Regions from separate parts of the Mus musculus genome. Here regions 1 and 3 are each linked to region 2. The links are chromatin contacts, called in public ChIA-PET maps. All regions are on one chromosome and are shown on one strand. The core of a region is the stretch at or near the end of the contact, and the rest is flanking DNA. Distances in the headings are between cores, read along the strand shown. Region 1 holds the start of Ssbp4 (single stranded DNA binding protein 4). Region 2 holds the start of Borcs8 (BLOC-1 related complex subunit 8). Region 3 holds the start of Crtc1 (CREB regulated transcription coactivator 1).

What was found. ChIA-PET counts read pairs in DNA pulled down with a chosen protein or histone mark.
Region 1: a contact with region 2 is called in an RNA polymerase II ChIA-PET map of memory CD8 T cells, with 32 read pairs. The contact joins the promoter of Ssbp4 here to the promoter of Borcs8 in region 2. A contact is called at or near these places in 1 of 39 promoter capture datasets (liver), 2 of 484 Hi-C or Micro-C datasets (B cells and embryonic stem cells) and 3 of 115 datasets of contacts at active chromatin or transcription factors (embryonic stem cells and memory CD8 T cells).
Region 3: a contact with region 2 is called in an RNA polymerase II ChIA-PET map of memory CD8 T cells, with 6 read pairs. The contact joins the promoter of Crtc1 here to the promoter of Borcs8 in region 2. A contact is called at or near these places in 2 of 115 datasets of contacts at active chromatin or transcription factors (Th17 cells and memory CD8 T cells) and 1 of 9 other capture datasets (liver).

The regions. Positions count from the first base shown.
Region 1 is chr8:70,605,911-70,609,853 of GRCm38.p6, reverse strand. It overlaps Ssbp4 (single stranded DNA binding protein 4), which reads left to right and starts at 1,540. Exons shown (of 18, transcript NM_001372473.1): 1 at 1,540-1,729. The coding sequence starts at 1,674.
Region 2 is chr8:70,137,284-70,141,198 of GRCm38.p6, reverse strand. Borcs8 (BLOC-1 related complex subunit 8) reads right to left here and starts at 1,700. Exons shown (of 6, transcript NM_001145552.2): 1 at 1,427-1,700. The coding sequence starts at 1,463. It overlaps Rfxank (regulatory factor X-associated ankyrin-containing protein), which reads left to right and starts at 2,002. Exons shown (of 9, transcript NM_011266.2): 1 at 2,002-2,278; 2 at 2,976-3,170. The coding sequence starts at 2,984. It overlaps Gm45929 (predicted gene, 45929), which reads right to left and starts at 1,700. Exons shown (of 9, transcript NM_001310055.1): 1 at 1,427-1,700.
Region 3 is chr8:70,437,442-70,441,160 of GRCm38.p6, reverse strand. Crtc1 (CREB regulated transcription coactivator 1) reads left to right here and starts at 1,588. Exons shown (of 14, transcript NM_001004062.2): 1 at 1,588-1,728. The coding sequence starts at 1,603.

The DNA.
Region 1 (3,943 bases), core at 291-2,790, 470 kb before region 2:
GGAGCTGCGTGCTGTGCCTCCCGGCTGCACTCGCAACCTCTCTGTGTCTCGCTGAGAACAGGGCCTGCAAAGAGCTGTAGTGCGCGGTGGCCCAGGCGCACCGACGGCCTTCCTGGCACCCAGCAGTCGCCAGCCCCGCGGCGGGGAGAGGAAGCTGGGGGAGGGGGTGGCGGGCCAAGCAGGAAATGGGAAAGGCCGGCGTCGGCCCAGCTGAGCCCTGGGGGAGGAGGCGGGGCGCGCCCCGGCAGCCTTTCCTGAGCGCCTGGAACCACGGCGGCTCGGCTTCCCGCCCGCCCACTAGGGTGGGGGCGGGGAGGCCCGGGCTAGGGGATCTGCCTGCACCAGGGACACCACGCGAGACTTAGCGCCGTGGTGACCTGCATGCTGTCACACTCACACAGGAAACCTGAGCTCATGACTGCGCCACCGGGTGCTGACGACCCACCTGTGCGCAATCTCCAGCAAGTCCCCACTAAACCCGTCGTGTCCAACCGGGGACACTTGCAGCGATAGCAAGCCTTAGCCTGGATGCTTCCCGACGCCCATGCGCCACGACCCCTCGTGCTCTCACGGGGCCGCGTGTTATACACGTGCGTCTGCGCTGGAGTGGGGGAAAGAAGCATGCTCTCATTCCCAGCGTGCACCCAGAGGTGGAGGCAGGAGGACCACCTGTTCAAGGAGCCTTAGTGAAGTAGAGAGCTGGAGGTCAGCCTGGGCTACAGGAGACACCGTTTTTACTCCGACTTTGAGACAGGGTCTCACTATGTATTGGCTGCTGTCCTGGAACTCGCCATATAGACCAGGCTGGCCTCGAATTCACAGAGATCCTCCTGCCTCTGTCTACCGCGTTAAGAAACACTTTCAGAAAAACAAACAAAACGTGCTTGGTCTGGGGTTCAGTCCTTACAACGCTGGCATGCATAAAAAAAAAAACAAAAAAAAAAAAACCGGGCTCTGTGCACAGCACACAGACCAGGCTAAGTGGCACACGCCTGTCGTGCAAACGCTAGGGAGGCTGAGGCAGGAGGATTAGAATTTCAGGGTTATCTGTTTTATGTGTTTGAGACAAGCCTGGCCTATATGAAACTCTCTCAAAAGGGCCCCTCACAGCCCGCAGCGCTGTATTGGCTCGCAGAGAGTGTCCTGGGAGTAGAATGTCATGGGCGCATATCCTGTGAGCCCAAGAGCCTAGTGCAGTTCCTGAGTCGAAACGGAGATATCCACAGCACCCCACCCCCACCCCCAGATCTGTACAACTGGGAGTCTTGCTCCGCAGCCGAGGTATGCTTGGAGCTCGCGGCCATCCCCCTGCCTCAGCTTCCCAATTGCACAAATAGCAACTGCTGGAGCGCGTCCCGGGCTTGAATATCTTTGGGGGGAGGTATTGAAGTCTGTACTTATTGGTGCGCAGCCTATTGGTGGGCAGTGCCGCCCCCGCGGGCTCTGCGCGTGCGCGCTCCCAGCGCGCGCGCGGGGGGGGGGCCCACCCGCGCTCCCGCCGTTGCCACTTTAAGAGCGGCGGGAGCGCGCGGTGGCGGTGGCGCGCTTCCCGGAACAGCCCGGGGAGGGCAGCGCGGCGAGAACCCACCCGCGGCCGGAGCTCCCGCGCGGACATGGCCGCGGGGATCGGGGCGCGGGCAGCGATGGCCACGCGCGCCTGACAGGTGCGGAGCATGTACGGCAAGGCGAGCAAGGGCTGCGCGCCCTCGGACGGGCAGGCGCGCGAGAAGTGAGTGCGCGGTGCGGGGCCACGCGGGACCGGGGACCATGGGGTCACGCGAGACCAGAATGGTGCGGGATTTCAGGGGGGACACAGGAGATCCCGAGGAGATCGGGGAGTGACTGGAGATCAAAATGGTGCGGGATTTCAGGGGTACACACGAGATCAAGGGGCTCATGGGGTCACGCGAGACCAGAAGGGTGTGTGATTGTGGGTGTGCGAGACCTGAGGGTCCTTTGGGGTCACAGAATACACAAAGGACAGAATATATTGAGGTACTCGAGTTCCAGGGTCTTGGTGGGGGGGTCACATGAGATAGAGGGCATGGGCATGAGCTTGAGAGCTCCAAGGGGGCTTGGGGTCTCAGAATACCTGAGGGGACAGGAAATCAATGGGTCAAACAAGAGCCAAGGGGTTGCTGGGGTCACGTGGCGGTTCATCGGGTGCAGGATCAGGGGCTCACTAGGGAGTCGGTGGTGTATGGGAGATCAGGAGTTAGGACTTGAGCGGTCACAGGATGCCCAGGGCAGGCACAGCATCTGAGGGTTGTAAGGCCTCGGGAGTTCTGGGGTCACACAAACCTGACAGGTGTGAGCTTTCGGGGTTGGCTGTGAGACCATGGCACTGGAGGACAGCTTCAGGTCTTAGGGCCGCAGAGTCCCAAGTATCCAAGCTGGAGATTTGAAACAGGACACGTGGGTTCATTGTGGCTGCAAATTTGAAGAGGTTGGGTCGGACCCTAATGCCCTGCGGGGTGTTGGGGTTTTGGAGGTTTGCGTGGAAGTTGGACTCCACTGTCGCTTGTAGGCAAAGGTGCGGATTCAAAGCCTAGAGAGGTGCAGAGCCTGACCATGGCGGTCCCGGGACACCTCCCGGAGTCCCAGGTGAGCCAGAATGGGTCTGGCTCTAGACGCCCCACATTGAAGATACAGGGTGCGCTGCCCAGGTGGACAGGCTGTGCTCTAGCTTCCAGTGAGGACACGCCTGGGCTGGCCTTCCTTTCCGAGGTGCCTGTGTGGAGAAGTAGGTGAAGCGGGAACGTTTGAAGTGTGCTGGGAGCCCAGCACTCACCTTTGAGGTGTGAGTGTGGAGGCCTGGATTGTAGCAGGGCCTGAGGGGGCAGCTTGCCTAGAGGCTGAGTTGCCCAGTGCAGCCCTGGGTAGGGGACAGATCACCTGGCACAGAGAAGTCTGGGTCACTGGGCTGCCATGCAAGGCTGGCTCCCTGAGAGCCTGCAGTTAGGACTCATTTATGGTCAGTAAACTCAGTGACCCTTCCTGGCATGGGGCTGCTGGCCATGTGGGAAGCAGGGACTGACTGATTCCCTGATACCTGGCAAGTCCCCATTCTAGGGAATGGTTCACAGACCTGTGCTAAGTTTGGGGGTGAGGGTGGGGGTGGGTGTTGATGATTGTGTGAGAGGAAGCTCACATCCAGGAAGTGGGGATCTAGTCATTCCACACAGCACGCAGGAACCTCAAGGTAGGCTGTTAGGGAAAAGTGAAGTGGGGGTGGGGTGGGCCATAGGCTCCGTATGTGCAAAGGCCCTGTGGTAGGAGCAGGCAGGGCCACCGATTGGCAGAAGTCCTGAGGCTGAGTGTGGGCTGCAAGGAGGCTTATGTTTTTGGAAGGGCATACATGAGGCTTAGCCCAGCTCCTTGTCTGAGGAACAGTGTACCTGGGTGGCACAACAGAACTGGAAGGAGGCTAATCACCTGGAACAGCTGAGGCCAAAGTCAGGGACCTGGGACGGACTGGAGGCCTGAGTGTGCACTACGAGGCCCTTCCTGGTACATTGCTGGAATGGGGTTGTCCCATCTTTCCCACGGTGTCATCCTCACAGAGAGGGTGTGGTAGGCTTACCTGTCTGGGGTCAGGGCTTCCAGCTCCAGTGTCTCAGTTACTGGCTGGCCTAATCTTGATTTTTATCTTCTGAGAAGTGGGGTAAGGGGTAGTAGCCCTGCCTGTATTAGGCCTCACCTGCTGTGGCCTCCACTTTCCTGGCCGACTTGTCCCCTGTCTCTGCCACTTTGCCTATGTGTCTAGGCCTGGTGGAGACCCTGGTGAGGATGAGGTTGGGACCTGAGTGGCCCTTGTATAAGTTGGGGTATGTGAGCATTGGCCTTGGCCGTGTGTCCTCTTGCTGCCGCCCAGCAGTTGAGGTGGCTTCTCTGAACAGCCTTCAGAATGTCCCATGATAGCCTCCTTCCTTCCCCTGGACAT
Region 2 (3,915 bases), core at 451-2,950:
CCACATTACACTCCTGATTGTTCAATCTCTGAGCCCAACAGGAGTTAGAGAGGAGCCGCCAGGGTGCACCACTTTAACTGTCATCTGCAGGTCCAGGGATGGTCTCTAGACAGCAAGGCCTAACTCAAGGGGGCATCAGCAAACACATGAACTCACAATCTTCTCTCCCCAGACCCACTTTCAGAGGACATTGGTGGATGGTACTAAAGCCACTGACAGCTTCCCTCCCCCTTTATAACTGGAGCATACTGGAGAGCAGTATGGAACATCATACTAGAATCTAGTAGCTCTGGATTCCCTGTAACTCACTGTGTTGACTAAGCTGTCCTTAACTCACAGCAATTCCTCTGCCTGCCTTTGCCTCCCAAGTGCTCCCAAGGGAAGAGAAGCATGTACCACCATATCCAGCTGCCCAGAGGATGAACACAGAACTCAAAGGTGCCTAAAGTCCACAATCTCGTGAGGCCTCTACTCTGTGGCAGGAATGATGTGGAAGGCCACGTCCCTTGCTGTGTGGGAACAGCTCTGAGGTATATCACAGGCCCTGTTCCAGAAACATGCCTGCTAAGGCTGCCCTCTGCAGAATCCATTCAAGTTCCTGTTAAGCCTGTTTCCTTTACTCCAGAACTCATGTTCCTACCACAAGTCAACTGCACCAAAACCATCATCCCAGGGTAGACTTTGACCAACAGCTTTCCCAGTCAGGAAATCTCTATTCTTCCTGCTCCATCCATCAAGGATCCTGTTGCTTCCAACTTCAGTCCCCTTCATCCCCCACTCCTTCCTGTATCAGACAAGCTCTGACCAGGCTAATGGTGGCAGATGACACCAACTCCTCTTACCACGCAGGGCTCCCATCAGCTAAAGAAAATAATCTACTTATCTGGTCCTTAATATATTTTGCAGTGTCGGGGATCAAACCCAGAGCTTTGAATGCGCTGGTCAAAGTGTTTACGACTGAGCTAAAGCCCCAGCTCTTCTCTCGAGATTTGAGTTTCAATGTGCAGACCAAACTGGCCTTCAATTTCTTGTCTCTTGAGAAGAGAGGATTAGAGTATTGCGCCACCAAGCCCACATACTCCTTTACGTATTCACAGGCTAAAAACCACATTACACTGAGCAGGGACCTGGATGGATTCTGCTTTTAATTCCAACTCTCAGAAGGCAGAGAGGTTTGAGACCATCCCGGTCTACACAGCGAGTTCCAATATAGCCAGGGTTACATCCCGGGACCTTATCTCAGAAGTAGAAAAGAGCCTTTTCCTGCCCGGGATCATTATACATCACAACACCTCCCGGCGGGAGACACCGGCCTCCCTTTTCCATCGAACCCCGCAGGCCGGGAGGTCTACGGCGGCTCTTTGTCATGTACCTTCCCGCGTTGCCCTCTCTAGGCCCCTCCAACCCCTCTAGGGTCCCGCAACACCTTTCTTTCCCTTCAGCTGCATCTCAGGTTCTTCCATAGTGAAGGCAGCCAGCAGAGCCCAGAAACCGGAAGCGGAAGTCGGGAGGTTGAGACGTTTAAACGTTCAGGTATGGGTTCTGGCGTCCTGTGCGCTGGCTCCTCTTACGAGGTAACTTCTATTCAGACACGAGATAGACGGAAGGAGGCAGTCCTATGCGAGCGTGTCGGGAGGATAGAGATTTCTTGATGTTATAGTATGCCTCGTCAAGGACTCCCTGCTACACGTACAGATAATTCTCAGGGACCAGGGCAGGGAAATTGTTATGGACAAAGTAACAATAATATTCGGTCTCTTTAAATTTGACAAGTCCCGCCCATGTGTCTCCGCCCCGTGGGGCAAATGCTCCGCCCTCCCACCGTCTGTGGATCCGATTGGGGCAGACAGGAGGGGGCGGTGCATGGGGCGGGGAAGCGCACGCGCAATAAAATCTTCAGCGAGTCTAAGGCTCCTTCAGCCCTTTAGGAAGGATAGCGTGCGCATGCGCCACTGTACCCATTGGCCTCAGCGGAAGCCACGCTCCTCCCTCCAGTCTTAAAGCGCTAGAAGCAGCTTCGGGTTTTTATTTTTTATTTTTTGGTACTTTTGCAGGGCAAGGGTGCGCAGGCGCAGTGGAGGAGTTTTCCAGTAGGAGTAGTCGTCGCGTATTAAGTTGCTGCTCTATGTCCCAGGAGAGGAAGCTAGAGAACTGAGCGTCTGGTCACCAACTTGCTCTTTACGAGATCTACTGAACCAGAAAAGTTTGTGAACAGAGCTTCCTGAGTTTTGGAAGACCAAGGCTGGCAGCGTAGGGACACAGAGGAGGCTGGAGGGAGGTGAGTGGATCTTACACGTCGCATCTTTTGTTGAGTCCTAAGTCATTTTGGGGGATTCCGGCCCAAATAACCACAGTGGGACATTGATAAGTTTGACATTAGTATCTCTCTATGATGTTTTCTGATATGACCTCTCTGAGGCCTTACATCTTCACCTTATTAACGAGGGAATGAGGCTCAGCTTAGTCATAGACTAGGTTTTTATAGCTTGTAAGTGATTGGAACCCAGACTGCTGCCAGAACCCTCATTTTATTGCCTTGGCTTCTGGTGTTAATTTATTAACAATGATATTTATCTAAAGCCACAGTTTTCCCGGCGTCATAAAGCAAGGCTCAATATGCAGACCATGGCTGTCCTGGAATTCACTATTTAGACTAGGCTAGTCTTGAACTCAAAGGGATCTACCTGCCTCTGCCTCCCAAGTACTAGGACTAAAGGTGTGCACTATCATGCCCCACCTAACCAAGCTCCAGCCCCAGATAAGAACTCATTTATTCATTTATTTTGTGGGCAGGCTGTGCTGTGGGTTTGGTGTGGAGGTCAGAGGACAATTTACCAGGGTCAGTTTTTTCCCTCCACCCTGTGGGTTCCTGGAATCAAAATTGGGTCATCTGACTTGGTGACAAGCGCCTTTACCAACTGAGCCATCTTGGGGACCACGAGATTTGGCTAATTACTGTCATCTCTTCACTCCAGCTTCCTCCATGGAGCCCACTCAGGTTGCAGAGAACCTTGTCCCAAACCAGCAACCTCCTGTTCCTGACCTAGAGGATCCTGAGGACACCAGAGATGAGTCCCCAGAGAACTCAGACACTGTCGTCCTCAGCCTGTTCCCCTGCACCCCAGACGCTGTGAATCCTGAAGCAGATGCCAGTGCATCCTCACTGCAGGGTGAGAACCACTCTGGGCTCTGGTGAGGGAGACTGTCAAGTTCCAGACCACATCTCTGCTTTCATCACTCTTCCCCTCCACCCTCCTAGGTTATTTTTATTGTCGTGTATGTGTGTGTGTGTGTGTGTGTGTAATATGGTACATGTATGTAGAAGTATATATAAAATATATATTCCTGCTGGGCGTGGTGGCGCACGCCTTTAATTCCAGCACTTGGGAAGCAGAGGCAGGTGGATCTCTGAGTTTGAGGCCAGCCTGGTCTACAGAGTGAGTTCCAGGATAGCCAAGGCTACACAGAGAAACCCTGTCTCAACCCCCCCCCAAAATATATACATATATATGTGTATATATATGTATGTGTACATATGTGTGTGTGTGTGTGTATTCTTTAAAGATTTGCCAGGTATGGTTGGCACATAACTTTAATCCCAATACTCAAAAGACAAAGGCAGGTAGTCCCCGGAGTTCTAGGACCACCAAGACCTCATAGAGAACCCTGTCTTCAAAAGGGTGGTGGGGGTGGGCAGAGTGACAGCTGAGTTGTTTAGAGAACTTGTTCTTTCAGAGGGCACAGGCTCATGAAATTTTATAGTTGGGAAAGTTTTTCTCTATCATAATAGTGTTGTAAATGATTTAGAAAGTAAAGCGTTGGTTTCCCCGGGGATAAGGTCATGCTAGTGACCCCATCTCTAGGGATGGTTTCTTACCCTTATTCTCATTTAAGATCTTGGCCTAGGCTACCAGG
Region 3 (3,719 bases), core at 339-2,838, 300 kb before region 2:
ATACAGTCTCCTTCAGCACAGCATGTGTGTGTGTGTGCATGTGTGCCACAGACATGTGTGCCTTTTTCTGATCCCTTCTACTTCTTCATGTGAAGCAGAGCATCCCACTGAATGGAACGTGAGGCTCCCCTTTCAGTAGAGTGATTGGCCAGTCCCCTATCTGCAGCACTCAATGGCCACGCCAAACTTTAATGTGTGTGCCTGTACAGCAAATGCTAGCATAACGGAGCCTTCTCTCTAGCTCTATTTGTTTTTATTTATTTATTGCTTGCTTTTCTTTTCTTTTTTTTTTTTCTGAGGCAGGGTTTCTCTGTGTAGCCCTGACTGGGTAATCGCTTTGTAGACCAGGCTGGCCTTGAACTCAAAGAGAACTGCCTGCCTCTGCTGGGATTAAAGGCACGTGCCACTATGCCTGACCTTAGCTCTCTAATTTTTCTTTCTTTCTTTTTTTTCAAGACAGGGTTTCTCTGTAGTCCTGGCTGTCCTGGAACTCACTCTGTAGACTAGGCTGGCCTGGAACTCAGAAGTCTGCCTGCCTCTGCCTCCTGAATACTGGGATTAAAGGTGTGTGCCACCACTGCCTGGCAATATTTTTAAATTTAAAACATTTATCTATGTATCTCTGTGTGTGTGTGTGTGTGTGTGTGTGTGTGTGTGTGCACATGCTATGTGTATATTTAACTTCTTGCCAAGGCCAGAAGAGGGCGTTGGATTTCTAGAACCTTAGTTGCAAGGGCATATGAGCTATTCCATGGGATCACAAAGTCAGGTCTTTCTCGAGGACAGCAGGTGCCCTTAGTCTCTGAGCAATCTTTCCATCTTTCCAGAGAGCCCCCCCCCATTTGTCTTTTTTTCTCCGTGTCCTGTGTCACAGGCTGGTTTGAACTCACTCTACAGGTAAGGGTGGCTTGAATTCCCCATCCCCTTGGCTCCAGCTGGTCGTACCATCATGGCCAGTACTGTCTTTTTTCTTAGAAGGCGCAGCACATTTCTCCCATTTGAAACTTTATTATAAGTGTGGTGTGTGTGTGTGTGTGTGTGTGTGTGTGTGTGTGTGTGTGTGTGTGTATTGCTGGGGACCGAACCCCGGCTTCTGTGTGCCAAGTCAGGCTCTGCCCAGGAACTGTACTTTGGGACCCCTGCTCAATTCCTGGTAGGAAGTCTGCTCCCTTCCCCGGCTGTGTAGCCCAGGGCCCACTCTGTTCATGCCTGTGCCCTGGAATACAGCAGGCGCGCCAACAAGTCCTCAGCGAATGCTGGAGTCCAGTGAATGCAGGCATCAGTTCTGCCGTGTCCTCTGCCACTCAAGTCCCTCGCTGATGGGACAGGACCCGGACCGCTGTCCAGCGAACCACGCGCACTGCAGTGCGCCTGCGTAGGCACGCCCCTCCCAGGCTCCCGACGCGTTGCCCAGGCACGCGCAGGCGTGTTCACCCCAACGCCACACGCCTCTCCCGCGCGCCGGCGCCACGCTCTGGGCCGTGCTTGCGCCTGCGCGTTCTCTCCGGCCGTGGGCCCGGCCGGCGCCTGCGCGGTGGCTCCCGAGAGTGGGGGGGGCCAGGAGGTGGAGGAGGAGTAGGAGTAGGAGGAGGCGGCGAGAAGATGGCGACTTCGAACAATCCGCGGAAATTTAGCGAGAAGATCGCACTGCACAACCAGAAGCAGGCGGAGGAGACGGCGGCCTTCGAGGAGGTCATGAAGGACCTGAGCCTGACGCGGGCCGCGCGGGTGAGAGCGCGGGGGAGGGGAGGGGAGGAGGGAGGGGAGGAGGAAGAGACGCGGGGGCGGGGCTGCGGCCGCCGCAGGTGTCCCCACGCCGCCACAGCGCTGAGCGGCTGCTCGCGAGATTGCTCTTTGGACTTGACAGGTGGTCCCATCGCAGCTACCTGAGTGGACTGGTGTCATCTATTATTGTTGTCTGAGGGGACATGTGCCATCATCATAGCTATCAGAATGGACACGTGTCACCCCCCTGATTGCTACCTGATGGTACAGGGACTGCATCATTGCTACCTCGTAGGACCTACGACTCCATCATTGCTACCTGAGGGGGCAGGTGTCACCCTTCATTGCTACCTGGTGGGGCAGGTGTCACCCTTCATTGCTACCTGGTGGGATAGGTGCCACCATCTTTGCTACCTTCAGGGAGAGTTGTTCCCTTAGTGTTATCTGTGTGGATAAGTGGCCCCATTGTTGCTACCTTGAGGGGATAGTTGTCACCCTTTATGCTACTTGAGTGGACAGGTCTCCATTAATGCTACCTGAGTGGACGGTTGTCACCCTTCATTGTTACCTAAAGGAAAGGGGTCCTTTCATCGTTATTTGAGGGCACAGTTGTCACTCCATTGGCACCTGAGGAGGAGGTGATACTGTATCATTGTCACCTGTGCCTTCCTTGGTACTCCTACTTCTGCCGTGAAGGAGATGTTATCCCTCCTGGATAGCTGAGGATATCCCTCCTCCATGTTTGGAGTCAGCATAGAGGTGGCTGCTTGGTTCCCATGCATGACAGGGAACAGCTGCCAACAGACTGGGTGGCTGGGCCATTTGACAGGCATAGCTGGCCTTGCTAGGTTCTTGGCCAAGTGGAGTGGATGCGGAGCCTTATCCTTCCATGTCAAGTGTGTGTCATCAGACTTTCCTCAAGGGTGAAGGAGGTGATGCTGGTGTGTGGCATGTTCTGCACACCCTCAGACCTGGGTTCTGAGTCCCATGTGACCTGCCAGGGGTACTTACATGAGGCTTGGATTCATCAGTGGGCACCTTTGGGTCAGGTAATCTTATAGTCAGTTGCTTGTTTCTCCAAGATTGTGGCATCGTAGGCGAAAGTGAGTGATTGAATGTGGTGGTTTTCTCACTTTCAATCAGACTCTGTCCCCAAAGCCCTCGGGGCGGGGGAGGGGGGTGAAGGGGGGCATGTTCTCCCTCAGTGTATTGAGAAAGGCATTGAGAAAGGGCAATGAATGAACAAATAAACAGTGTATCATCTGCCGGGTGGAGATGGTGGTGCACAACTAATCCCAGCACTCGGGAGGCAGAGGCAGGATGATCTCTGAGTCCAAGGCCAGCCTGGTCTACAGAGTGAGTTCCAGGGCAGCAGGAGCTACACAGAGAAATCCTGTCTCCAAAAGCCAAACCAAAACAAACAAAAAGTGTTACCATCCCTGTGTTACTTACAGGGCAGTTGAGTTTGCTTCTTGTTTCTAGCACATAGTAGGTGTCTGCATACAGTTGGTGTCAAATGTTTGCAGTGTAACCAGAACAAAGAGTTTCATAGTTGACGTTTTGATGGACATCTGGTTTCTTCCTGGGATTGAGAGTGAATGATGTGGAGGAGGTGACTGAGGCAAGGCCTCGTGTAGCACAGATGAGCCTTGATCTCACTGAGGAGCTGAGGATGCCTTTGGATGCTCCTGCCTGCACTTCCTGAGCCCTTAGAGGTTCTGCAAGGATGGAACAGCCTGATTGGAATGTAGTTGAGAAGGAAGGTCTGTGTGTGTGACCAGTGGCGCTCACCAGCTTCTTTGAATCATATAACCTATACCACCCTCTTCCAGAACTGTTTCATTGCCCTAGAGGAGATTGGCCCCTCAGGCAGCCTAGCCACATCCCCTCCCTATGCTTACGGCTGTTCTGGGATCACAGCCCTCTCTGTCTTAGTGGAGTTGGTCTCCATGCTCAAACCATCCATGTAGCATTTGCCCATGCCCCATTTCTTA